Regions from separate parts of the Oryctolagus cuniculus genome. Here region 2 is linked to region 1. A link is a contact called in public Hi-C data. All regions are on one chromosome and are shown on one strand. Each heading gives the region's core, a stretch centred on a gene start, on an enhancer-like site or on the middle of the called end of the contact. The rest is flanking DNA. Distances are from core to core; before and after follow the strand shown. Region 1 overlaps ATP6V0D2 (ATPase H+ transporting V0 subunit d2). Region 2 holds the start of WWP1 (WW domain containing E3 ubiquitin protein ligase 1).

What was found. A called contact is a pair of places that touch in the nucleus more often than the background predicts.
Region 2: a Hi-C map of skin fibroblasts shows a contact between it and region 1, with 2.1 times the contacts expected there. The contact joins the promoter of WWP1 here to the enhancer-like site in region 1. A contact is called at or near these places in 5 of 6 Hi-C or Micro-C datasets (embryonic fibroblasts, liver, psoas muscle and 2 more).

Annotation. Positions count from the first base shown.
Region 1 is chr6:111,439,817-111,446,335 of mOryCun1.1, reverse strand. All of the region lies in intron 3 of ATP6V0D2 (ATPase H+ transporting V0 subunit d2), which reads right to left. Among named protein-coding and RNA genes, the nearest start is that of PSKH2, 61 kb to the right of the region's middle. Within about 2 kb of position 1,470, at least 1 of the 8 cell types and tissues checked has an H3K27ac peak or open chromatin away from gene starts, as enhancers often do.
Region 2 is chr6:111,619,939-111,626,853 of mOryCun1.1, reverse strand. WWP1 (WW domain containing E3 ubiquitin protein ligase 1) reads right to left here and starts at 3,303. Exons shown (of 22, transcript XM_051844599.2): 1 at 2,925-3,303.

The DNA.
Region 1 (6,519 bases), core at 221-2,720:
GAATCCTCTTTTTTTATTTTTTATTTTATTTTATTTTTTTTGATAAGGAAAGAAAAAAAGCACAGCCAAGAGGATAGGAAAAAAAGAATTTCAAACATCGGTGGAGTATTAAAGAGCAATCTGCTGGGGCTGGCGCTGTGGCGTAGCAGGTGAAGCCGCCACCTGCAGTGCCAGTGTCCCACGTGGGTGTCCCAGCTGCTCCACTTCCAACCCAGCTCTCTGTTATGGCCTGAGAAAGCAGTGGAAGATGGCTAGGTCACCTGGCTCCTGGCTTCGGAATGGTGCAGCTCTGGCCGTTGCGGCCATCTGGGGAGTAAACCAGCAGATGGAAGACCTCTCTGCTTCTCCTTCTCTCTGTGTAACTCTTTCAAAAAAATTGGAAAATCTTAAAAAAAAAAAAGCAATCTGCTAATTGCTATGAAAATCTAAAGCCTGTATATCCTTTAATAAAGCAGTTTCACTTTTGAGAATCCATCCTAGAGAAATTATTTTAGCAGAAGAAAGTGAAGGTAAATGTGCAATGCTATCTGTTGCTGCTCTACCTGAAATATCAAAGAAATGAACCAACATAGATGGACATAGATGGATCATTAAATAAATTGTGGTATATGAACACAATGGAGTACAATGTAGTCACTAAATAAGGTAGATCTATATATATACACACTTATGTGGAAAATTCATAGCAGGTTACATTAAAAAACTGTAATCCATAAACTATACTTTGGAAATTTATATTTACTAAATAAAAGGTAAAAAAAAAATCCAGAAATAAACTCACAATAGTATGACCAAAAAAAAAAAAAAAAAAGGACGAACTGTAGACAATACATAACATTGTCCCTCTGTTCTAGAACAAACCATAAAAGCAACTATTTCTATTTATGTTACACATAAACATATGCATATTTATAAAATGTTTTCACATAGAAAAAAATGGGAAAGATATGCATCAAAACTCATCGGTGGTTTATTTCTGAGTTTTGGGACTTGGGTCCTAAAATATCATCTTTACTTAATCTGTTTCCTTATTTCTAAAGTGCCACCTTATAAGGTTGTTGTGAGAATTAAATGAAAATAATATATGTGAAATTATAATACTGACTTGTAACAAGCACTAAATACATTTCAGCAAAATTTCTTTCCTTTTTTTAAAAACACACACACACATTTCTTTTCAAATAAAATAATTCTCAAGGTAAAATAAAATTAGAGCAATGGATATCTGGATCAGTATCAATGTGGATTTCAGCCTGTTCCAAAAAAACAAGCTTATGGTTCTGCCTTAAATCCGACAACAATCGCTGGGGAGGGTAACTGGGATCGCTCTTGCCCCCTGGTGGTTGCTTGATGCCTAGCCGGAAAGGTTACAAAGCTTTAAGGAAAGAACATGCCTACCTTGACCCTGATTTGATACACTGCCATAGAACTCTTGTAGCAACCGCATCTTAAGCTGATTCACATCTATTTCTTTAACCTCCTTAATCTTCAATTGCTAATTTTGCTAACATCCTTTGACATCAGTAGCCCAACAGCAGTACCAGTTAAACCTGTTTTCTTTTTTTCTTGCTGGATTTGCTTCAGTCCAGACATATCCAAGTGCAAGCACAGCCCCATCCTTCAAGCCTTAGCTTGGGCATCACCACCTCTGCAACATTTTGTCACTCTCATAAGTGAACATTATGCTCCATCACACAAATAACCTTAGCTACAGTTTTAAGCAGGTGTGCATCTCTAGTAGGGGTGTATCTCTGTGGATATATAATGTTTAAATATGCATTTTTTCTTTTTTTTTTAAATAAAAAGATTCGTTTATTTGAAAGGCAGAGTTACAAAGAGAGGGATAGGTAGAGGTAGAGAAAAATCCTCCTTCTGCTGGTTCACCCCCCAAATGGCTGCAATGGCTGGGGCTGGGCCAGGCCCAGTTCAGGAGCCAAGAGGTTCATCTGGGTTTCCCATGTTGGGGTAGGTTCCCACGGACTTGGGTCATCCTCCTCTGCTTTCCCAGGCACACTGGATTGGAAGTGGAGCATCCAGGACTGGAATCTGTGTCCATATGGCATGTTGGCCCTGCAAGTATTGACTCAACCTGTTACCCAAATCACCAACCCCAAAATATTTGCCTTTTGATCTAGTATATTTGCTTTTTCTTTTTAGATTTTTTTTTGAAACCTCATGCTTGTCTCCCCTACAGATGGTCCAAGCTCTTGGGCCACCCTCCACTGCCCTCCCGGGTGCATTATCAGGAAACTGAGTCAGAAGCTGAGCAGCTGGGATTCAAGTGGCACTCCAGTATAGCATGCTGGAGTTGCAAGTAGATGCTTAACCTGTTGTGTCATGTATTTTTTCCAATCAGGCGGTTTTATAGGTGGGCAATCTATGCAGTCACACAGGACCCCATGTTTGGTCCTGCTAGTGTTCCCTTGAAATCACTGAACATGTTTTAAAATAGGGGACCCTGTATTTTCATTTGTACTCAGCTTCACAAAATACAATTTAAATAAAACACACAACTTTGCATTGTATAAAATCACTATTTCTCTATTACCAATGAGGATATCAAGGCTTGGAGTGACTATGAGACTGTTGTTGAGGTCCCACAGCTGGTATATTATGGACCCAGGGGAAAGTTTACTTACTGGTTGTAAGAGTTTCTCATTTTCACCATTGTCATTTGGAGGGCTTTTTTTTTTTTTTTTGGCTCACTCCCCAACCAGTCACATCTGCCGGGGCTGGGCCGGGCTGAAACCAGGAGCCCAAAACTCCATTTGGATCTCTGACATGGGTGGTAGAGGAAGAGTACAATTCACAGACTACATTCCAGGACTTACTTCATTATAATGTTTAGAAACATGGTCTTGGAATCTGCACCTTAAATAACTCTTCCACCAGTTGGAGAACAAAGTCCATATTCATTTCATTTCTAATGTTAGAATGTAGCATAGGCCTTCACTCATAGCAGTTGCTTAATAATGTTCTGCTGATTAAGTGATTATCATTCCATAGCAGATAGGCCAAGTATTGCTCTTTCACAACAGCTCCTGTGCTTCTCGGTTCACAAAGTGCTTGAGAGTTTTAAACATTGCAGGCCTAACCAGCAACTGTAGATGAGGCACTTTTGCCTTATGCTTGCTCCCCACTGAGTCTCTGGATGCAAAGCCCTTACAGCAGCCAATCTTGAAGACTCAGAAGAGATTTTTCTGGCCAGAGATTCAGTATTACAAATGAATACAGGTGCCAAATAGTTAACCTCATAATATTATTGGGAATTTGATTGTTATAAATCACAATTCAGCTGATAAAATACTATGTTCTATGCAAGAGTTTGAGATAAAGAAAACACAAAACTCAATACACTGAAGATGTTCATGATGATGGAAGGCCATATCATTTATAGAAAAAATAAGAGTCAAAGTTAGAACTGACAGTGATTTTAGTTCTTAGATATACAGACAACAAGCAGTGGAAGTTGTGGTGCGGTGGTTTAAGTCAGTGCCTGGTATACACGTATCCCATATTGGCATGCTGGTTTGCCACCCAGCTACACAGTTTTTGATCCAGTTTCCAGTTAATGTACCTGGAAGGCAGCAGATTATGGCCCAAGTACTTGGGTCCCTGCCACCCATGTGGGAGATCTGGATGGAGTTACTAGCTCCTGATTTTGGCCTGGCCCAGGCCTGACTATTGTAGGCATTTGAGGGAGTGAACCATCAAATGGAAAATCTCTCTCTCTCTCTTTTAAGTAGAAGAAAATAGATAAAAGAATGTATTATATAGAAAAAGAGTATGGTGATATGCCAAATGAAGGTGGGATTAAGGGTGAATTGCTTTTCTGTAATTTTCAGTGGATTTCCTATTCTATTTTTAAAGATTTATTTATTTGAAATGCAGAGTTACACACACAGAGAGAGAGAGAGAGAGAGAGAGTGAGTGAGAGAGAGAAATCTTCCATTTGTTCACTCCCCAGATGGCTGCAACGGCCGGTGCTGAGCCAAGCTGAAACCAGGAGCAAGGAGCTTCTTCCCGGTCTCCTACATGTGTATAGGGGCCCAAGCACTTGGGCCATTCTCCACTGCTTTTCCAGGAACATCAGCAGGGAGGTGGATCAGAAGTGGAGCAGCAGGGAATCCAGCTGGCACCCACATGGGATGCCAGCCTGACAGGTGGCTGCTTAATCTGCTACGCCACAATGCTGGCCTCTCCTATTCTTTTTTATTAAAAAAAATTAAAACCTTTGCCTTACTTGCAAATCCTCTTTTTCCTCATCTTAGAACACCTAGGTATCATTTCTTGCTTTCTTTCACTCATCATATATCAAGATACTTAATTCTGATAAGTCTACCTCAACTATGCATCTAAACATTGTCCCCTCCTCCAAAAAGGAAACCTGTTGAAGTGAAATGGACACTGTGAGAAACAATGACTTGATAAGCCCTTGTCCTGACTGTTGAGGAACAACTTAATACTTTGTCCCTTTTAGTACTTTTTTGTTCTACTTATAATTTTTTTTTTTTGACAGGCAGAGTTAGACAGTGAGAGACAGAGAGAAAGGTCTTCCTTCCCTTGGTTCACCCCCCCCCCCCCAATGGCTGCTACGGCTGGCGTGCTGCGCCCATCCGAAGCCAGGAGCCAGGTGCTTCTCCTGGTCTCCCATGCGGGTGCAGTGCCCAAGCACTTGGGCCATCCTCCACTGCCTTCCTGGGCCACAGCAGAGAGCTGGCCTGGAAGAGGAGCAACCGGGACAGAATCCGGCTCCCCAACTGGGACTAGAACCCCGGGGTGCCAGCGCCACAGGTGGAGGATTAGCCTAGTGAGCCACGGCGCCGGCCCTCTTTGTTCTACTTAATACTATTGGTTGAACTCTTTAATTAACACACAATTATTCTTAGGTGTTTAAATTTAACTGAAAAGTGATCCCTGTTAAATATAAGAGTGGGAATAAGAGAAGGAGGAGATGTACATGCTCAATCAGACTTGCCCTAAACGGTAGAGTTAGAGACGGGCCATGGAATTCCAATTCAATCCCATCAAGGTGGCATGCACCAATGCCATCTCACTAGTCAAAGTGATCAGTTTCAGTTCACAATGGATCATAATGATAGGATTAAGAGTCAAAGAGATCACATAAATAAGACAAGTGTCTGCTAATACTAACTGATAGAATTAAAAAGGAGAGAACAATCCAACGTGGGAAGCAGGATACACAGCAGGCTCAGAATGGCAGATGTCCTAAACAGCACTCTGGCCTCAGAATCAGCCCTTAAGGCATTCGGATCTATCTAAAAAGCCCATGAGAGTATTTCAGGCATGGAAAGCCAAGACACTCTGGAAAAACAAAACAAAAAAACAAACAAACAAACAAAAACCACTAAAAGAAAGATCTCTGCGAGTGAGATCCCAGTGGAAAGAACGGGCCATCAAAGAAGGAGGTACCTTTCTCTGAAAAGAGGAGAGAACTTCCACTTTGCCTATGACCTTGTCTAAATAAGATCAGAGTTGGTGAACTCAAGAGGCTTCCGTAGCCTTGGCAACTCATGACAACAGCCTTGGTGATTACTGACACCATAAACAAGAGTGTCAATTGTTAAATAGACAACAGGAGTCACTGTGCACCTACTCCCCATGTAGGATCTCTGTCTTTAATGTGTTGTACTATGTGAATTAATGGTATAACTAGTACTCAAATAGTGCTTTACACTTTGTGTTTCTGTGTGGGTGCAAACTGTTGAAATCTTTACTTAGTATACACTAAATTGATCTTCTGTATATAAAGATAATTGAAAATGAATCTTGGCTGGCGCCGTGGCTCACTAGGCTAATCCTCTGCCTTGCGGCGCCGGCACACCGGGTTCTAGTCCCGGTCGGGGCACCGGATTCTGTCCCGGTTGCCTCTCTTCCAGGCCAGCTCTCTGCTGTGGCCAGGGAGTACAGTGGAGGATGGCCCAAGTGCTTGGGCCCTGCACCATCATGGGAGACCAGGAGAAGCACCTGGCTCCTGCCATCAGATCAGCGTGGTACGCCGGCCGCAGCACGCTGGCCGTGGCGGCCATTGGAGGGTGAACTAACGGCAAAGGAAGACCTTTCTCTCTGTCTCCCTCTCTCTCTCTCACTGTCCACTCTGCCTGTCAAAAAAAAAAAAAAAAAAAAGAAAATGAATCTTGATGTGAATGGGATGGGAGAGGGAAAGGGAGATAGGATAGTTGCAGATGGGAGGGAGGTTATGGGGGAGAAAAGCCACTGTAATCCAAAAGCTATACTTTGGAAATTTATATTTATTAAATAAAAGTTAAAAAAAAACATTGTCCCCTCCTTATCTCTGTGCTTGATATTTCCAGTCTAAATTTTCTCAATAGCTTCTTCTTTAAATCTGATGGAATATATGTTTTATAAAACCAGCAGAATCACTTTCCTAAAATATACATAAGATCAGTCCCCTCACTTTGCAAGGCAGTAAAAATTCAAAATTCAAAACATTTTTTTAGAAGTAGCAACTTTGCAACACTATTTGGAGTGCCCTGA
Region 2 (6,915 bases), core at 2,054-4,553, 180 kb before region 1:
ACACAGTTTATCTCTACAGTAGGTCTTCTTTTCAGTGAATGGAAGAATCTGAAGCTTCTGCTATTTTAAAAAGCTCCCAGAAGCCCCCAGCCCAACTGACTGGCCAAGGGGGTTTCATGAATGAGCTTCAGGTGGTCCATGGACTCCCCTAAAATTATATCCATAAGGCATACAAGAGTACTTCAAAAATAAAATTAAAAATAATGTGAAGTAGGTGCTTGGCCTACTACTTAAGCCATCAGTTAGGACACCCACATCCCATATCACAGTGCCTGGGTTCAAGTCCCAGCTCCACTCTGATTTCAGTTCTGTTAATGCCTCTGGGAGGCAGCAGGTGATGGCTCAAGTGGCTGGGTCCCTACCACCTCCATAGGGGACCTGGATTAAATTCCTGACTCCCAGTTTCCACCTGGCCCAGCCTGCAGCTGCAAACATTGGGGAAATGAACCAGCAACTGAGAGCGGTGTCTCTCAAAAGAAATTAAAAATAAATGCACATTTTCCAAACTCTTTGAAGAGTCCTCACTGTGCCTCTGGAAGTCTTCCAGGCTAGCAGCTTTTTTAGTTAGGATTAATAAACAGCAAAAAGTTGTAAAGTAACTCACAAACACTGAGGGTCAAGTCTACAAGGATCTTGCTCAAAATGGTCCTATTCCTCCAATCTACCTGGATCCCTCTCAAATTCTGGCTATTCTATTTCCTTTTTCCTTTCCAATCCTATTACCAAAACAGCTTAGAGCCTCCCCACCTACAATTAAGACAATCAGGAAGTGTTCCTACTTCCAGGATCTCTAGTCCTCCACTCATACAAGCTGCTACCAGATTAAGCCTCTTAAAACAATAGTCTAAAATTGTTTCACTCCCAACTTAAAAATTATCTTCGGAGCCCTCAATGCTTAGGAAATTCAAGGTCATTAGCATGGCATTAAAAACAATCCACAACTAGTCCCAAGCCTTTACCAAAGCTTTATCACCCTTTATCCTAGTACAAAAACTCTGTGTTCCATTTAACCATAATTACGTGCCTCTTCCCAGATGTATGAACTTGGTGCCCTCTCAGATTCTTCTCTTTGCTTGGATTATCTTTCCCTGTCTATCCAATGTCAGTCATTCTTCAAAACTAAGATTTAGAAAGCCAGAAGTTCTCCTAACTAACTGCACCTTTCCAGAGGATCGCAACTCTACCACTTCTGAATTTAAATTCTGGTTGGATTTTTGTATCATTATGAAACTTTACTATATATTAAAAGACAAACGGGGCATTTGTGTGTATTATTCGCAGGACTGGGGACAGAAATTGTTAATTATTCTTTGTATTCCCCAAAATACCTCATGCAGTAGATGCTAAATAACTGTGCAAGGAAGGAAAAGAAATGTCAATCGTCCTGGGGTAAACAGCAAAGATTACAATCTCTTTGAAGGCAGAGACCTTATCTATGACATCCTCTATCATGTTAGTCTTCCAAAAAACAAGCATTGTAAGGACTGCTTTTCAAAACGATGGTGTTGTGGGTCTTACAAGCAGTTCTTCACTTTATGGGAAAAACACTTTGAAATGTTTGTAAGCTATGTTCCAAAGAACTATTCCACACATTTCACACTTTTCAGTTCAAGTAGCTCCCAACTCTTGGCCACTAACATCTTCAACTTAAAAATATTAACTATTTATGAAAAATAATAATTTCCAGTAACACAATATACTGCTTTATGGCTAAAAACAAGTCACATAAATAAAAGAATGCCTTTATTTTTTAAAACCTGATTTTTTGCTTGCATAATACACAGACTTGATGAGACAGGTAAAAATGGATTTAAACATAAGCATGAACTCTTGTAGAAACCTGCAGACAGCTATAAACCAGGTGTTTCAGGTAAAAATATTAAAGAGGAGAGGGGGAAGAAAGATAACTTCGGACATTAGCTTTTGCTACTATGACCATTAGCATCTTAAAGCAAAAACTCCAATCTTTATGCATATGAGCCTACACACAAAAAAGATTAAAATCTTTCCAAATAAAAAAAGGAAAACTAAAGCAAGCCCTTACAAAATATTCTGTCTTTAAGGAGTAAAAACATCAAATTTATACATAGATAACTACTGTTTTTTTGGTGTGTGTTTTTTGTTTTTGCTTTTTGGAAACGAAGCTCTCACGTAATTACCGGAGCAAAAGAAAGTCAACTCCACATCCACGGAGTAAAGAAAAGCTCTGCACAGTCCTTGTGCATATGAGGCTGGCAATTTAAATGTTGTAAAAGCAATGGACAAAGTATCAATTTAAATTTACCACCACCACTACCACCCCTCAAAAAAAAAAAAAAAGATTAAAGAAGGGGATTGAAGTCACACGTGAGGCTGGGACTGGCAAAATCTGCAAGGTCACTGAGATCTACCAGGTCACAAAAGGTAGAGGTGGGGGTTGTGTTGGGGGGGGGGGTGGCTGCGGAATCAGTGGAAAAGCCAGATTTAAAAAAAAAAAAAAAAGCACGTCAGAAAGAGACGTTCTGAGACTGGAGTCCTTGGTTTGGGACGGCGGAAGGGGGTGAAAGTCAGGGCACGGGCAGGGAGTCCGTGCTTTGAGGGAGGTGTGAGGCAGAAACGTAGAAGCAGCAGACGAGAAGGCGAAGGGAACGGGGAACTGCGGCTGCAGAGTCACGGAAACACTTCGCCCCGCTCCAGGATCATTCGCCCAGGCCTGTGCCAGGGCCAACTCCGGGCAAGACCCGTGACCCAAGCCCAGAAAACTCCAGGCCCCCCGGGCTGGAGAAGGCAGACACGGCGGCGCGAACTGTCCCCCGACGGCCCCGAGAGAGAGAGAGAGAGAGAGAGAGAGAGAGTCCCGCCCGGGGGCGGTCGGCGCCGGACTCCCCACACCGCGGCCGAGGCTCCGGGCCCGCGCCCCGCGCCCCCCGCCCCGGCGTCCTTACCCTGCGCGAAGCTGCCGGCGCCCGGCAGCGGACGGCCACAGCTGCGGCGCCTCCTCCCGCGGCGGGCGCCCTCAACCTTCCGCGCCTAAGATCGCCATCTCGCAGCAGGCGCGGCGGCGGCGGCGGCAGCGGCAGCGGCAGCCACCCAGGCGTCGGCCCCGGCAGCCCAGGCCGCCTGCAGCCACTCGAAACCCGCACGCCGCGTTTGCCGACACCCGACCCTCCCCCCACCCCCACCCCGGCCACGCGCCACCCCCGAGTCGACCCCACACCTCCCTTCCTCGGGAGCACGCCGCGTGCCCGCGTCACCGGCGCCGCGCCCAGAGCGCGCGCCCCCTCCACCCGCCCGGGCACCGCGCTACGCAGCGGCCACCTAAAGACTCCAACTCCGGAGCCGGAATCCGGCGGATTTGCGAGCATGCGCAGCAAGGGCACCCCCGCCGCCTTTAGAAGGGCCACTCCTCCGGGTCTTCTGAGCGATCGACTCGTGTGGGGGGGCGGGGGCGGGCCAGCCAATAGGGGAAGGGGGCGTGGCCTGGACCTGTGAAAGGGGTGGGGCTTCCGCAGAGGTTTGGGAAGAGGCTTTAAGCCAGTGCTAGGTACTGCTGACTTGACTTTCCGGTACTCGGCCCAACCTGCGCGTGACCTCAAGCAGGCTCCTTAGGGCACTGGCGTCCTTTTTTACGAACGCCTTACAGCGAAAGCAGGCTGTTAATAAAGTCTGCTTGACCTAGCTGAGTGCTTGACTTAGAGCCCGTTGCCAAAGTACATGCATTTAGAAGATAGACATACCAGAAGACTTGCAATTTCTGTATATTGGTAATCAAAACGTTCACAACCCACCCCTGCCCACGTCAGCCCAGTGATAAAGCTAATACATGTTGAACAAGAGTATGTGTCAGCGCAATTAGTCCCCATAACAGTCTCATCAGGTAGCGTCTATTATTTCCATCATTCACGCCGAGTCAGCCTGTTTAGGGAAGTGCCCGTGTATTGCTTTTAGAAGGCCGAGCAAATACAAGTGAGTAAGGGCCACATTACTCATGCATGAATTTCTCGAGTGTTTGCCCAAACACCTCACCTACCCCAACAAATTACCTACGTCCACACTCTCAGAGGCTTGGTGTCCCTGCTACTCTCCCAAGCGAACCTGCGCTCTGCTCCCTCTCGGGACCCTTCCTGGCACTTCTCTAACCTCACCTGTTAGCATAACCATGTTTTAAGACTTTTCTCACCTAAACTTTCCATTGACTTTAAAACTCCCTTCCTGCTCTCTCTTCTTTTGTCACAACAGAGCTTTTCGTAGAGTGGCAGTGTCATTGTTGATGCCACTCCACGAATATTTGTGGGATCCAATAAATACCTCCTGGTGGGACACATGCACATTTCCTTCCACTCCGGGGCAGGAGTGCTGACCTCTGCCTTCACACCTGAATTTGGTCCCCATTGAATCCCCGAAGATCATTCTGAATGCCCGTCTGAGCTCGTCGCTCACCCCGCTGCTTCATTCTTTGGCTCTTCCTAGCTTTCCTGAGGAAGGTTACCGCGATAGTCAAGCCCCTTTTCATGCTCATATACTCTGTTCCTCCTCTTAGGAAAAACTCCTTCCGCTTCCCTGAATGTACTCACTCATCTCTGTGCTTTAACCACGATGTCCTCTGATTTGCCCTCTTCGTTTTGCGTAACAGTCCCTTTAAATAGATGTCACCACGAATTTGCAACTCACCGCCCCCCCCCCCACCCGCCAACCCACCCAGCAATTCCCTAAGAATTCCCAGCAAGATCTGCCCTCCTCCAGAGTGCATGCTGGCTTCCTTCTGCTTCCTGCTCTTCTCTGTCTCACGTTCAGCTCCCCCAGTTGCTCAGTTTCCCACTCAGCTTGTTTCTGTACAGAAGCGCCTAGAGTTCATCTAGCCCACTAAATTGATACCCAGTAGTGAACCATTTTTCTTTCATTATGGAATGTTCCTTTGGTTTCCAATGCACACTGTTATATATATATATATATATATATATATATATGTTTTCCCAAGTCATTATCTATGTCCTTATTTGTTGTCATAGGTTACTTCTTACAAAGTGATTGAAAATATGAACAAGTTTAGTCCTTTTGTAACTAATTGACAAGTTGACTTCTAGGAAGAGCATGTGTCCAAATGTCACATTACCTGTGATCAAAACAGCTCTGCCAACCTAACTTTCAGGACCCGGGGCACTTTTACCTTTGTGGGCCTCTTCCTCCATGAAATAATATTGTAAATTATATTAATATTACAAGTTGTGCTTCCGCACTGCTTTGGTATAAAGACAATTATATTACTATTACACATTAACATATTTTCTTTGACCTAAACGTTTATATTTTTTTATCTCCTAGTTTTAATAGAAATTAGAATTTTTTTATGGGCTGTGCAAGTATTGTGAGCCTGTGGCACTGTGCCTGCTAGGCTTAATGGATAAGCCAACCCTGTTGTCGCCTACAAACTATGAGATTAGCCCAAGTTACTTAATCTGATTATACCTCAGCTAGAAAATTGATATAATACTGCCACATGATATTGTAAAAAAAAAAAAAGAGGCTTGCTATAAGTAAAATACTTGAGTTACATAACATATATTGAAGATACATTAATCAATAAATTACTATTGTTATAATTGTTGACATCAGTTTTCCCACAGAACCATAAATGTGCTTCCTCATTGTGCCCAAGTCATTATGGTATATTTTCAAATGTGTAAACAATATTGGTCAGTTAGCTGCCCATTTTCTTATCAGAAGATTCACAAAATGGCACATTATAAAAATGTAGACATTGACCATAGGTGAAACTGTAGGTCTTCTCCGCTTTTGTTTTCTGTTTTATTTCACATATCTTTTCCCATCCTGAGATCATAATTTATCTGCCTTTACTTTTGCCCTACTTGTTTGACAATTCCCTTTTTTCAATAAATAATTTAATTATTTAGGATTTATTTTGGACTGTTGTTCTATCTTTTCTCTTCATAGCTCGTGGTATTGTATTTCCCAGCCAACTTATTAAAGAATCTTTCTGTATCTGTAGTTGCTATAAAATATCTCCATAAATGTGTTGCTATTCTCCTCCTCACAAAGTGGGACCTAATTCTCTCCCTAGAGGGTGTGGGCTATAGTTAGAGATTTGCCTCTAACAGACAGAATGTGGCAGAAGTGTCAGTGTGTCACTTCCAAGACAAGCCGGAAATAAGTCTTTGTGGATCCTCCCGATTCTCAGATCATTAGCAGCTGAGATGTGGCAAGGACACGTCAAGCAGCCCTGTGCAGAGGCCCACACAGCACGGAACTGAGACATCCTGCCAACAACCAGCAGGATTTGAGGCCTCCTGCCAATCACCATACGATTGACACATCTAACAGATCCTTCAGTCCAGGCCAACCCTTCAGATAATTGCATCTGACTGCAGCCTCATCAGACACCTTGAACGAGAACCACTCAGCTAAATCACTCACACTCCTGACTCGCGGTGACTGTAAGATAATAAATCTTTTTTAAGTCATTACATTTTGCAGATTATTTTTTAAAGATTTATTTATTTGAAAGGCAGTTACAGAGAGAGGAGAGGCAGAGAGAGAGAGAGAGAGAGAGGTCTTCCATCCGATGGTTCACTCCCCAATTGGCTGCAACCAAGAGCTTCTTCCGGGTCTCCCATGAGGGTGCAGGGGCCCAAGGACTTGGGCTATCTTCTACTGCTTTCCTAGGCCACAGCAGAGAGCTGGATAGGAAGTGGAGCAGCCGGGTCTCGAACCAGTGGCCATATGGGATGCCAGCACTGCAGGCCAGGGCGTTAACCCACTGCGTCACAGCAACAACCCTGGAGATTATTTTTTTAACAGTGTAGCAGTAGATCACAAACATACTAATCCAGTGGTTCTTACTGGGGCAATTTTGCATCCCAGGGGAATTTGGCAATGTCTTGAGATATTTTTTATTGGGAGCAGAGGGATGGAGCGTCC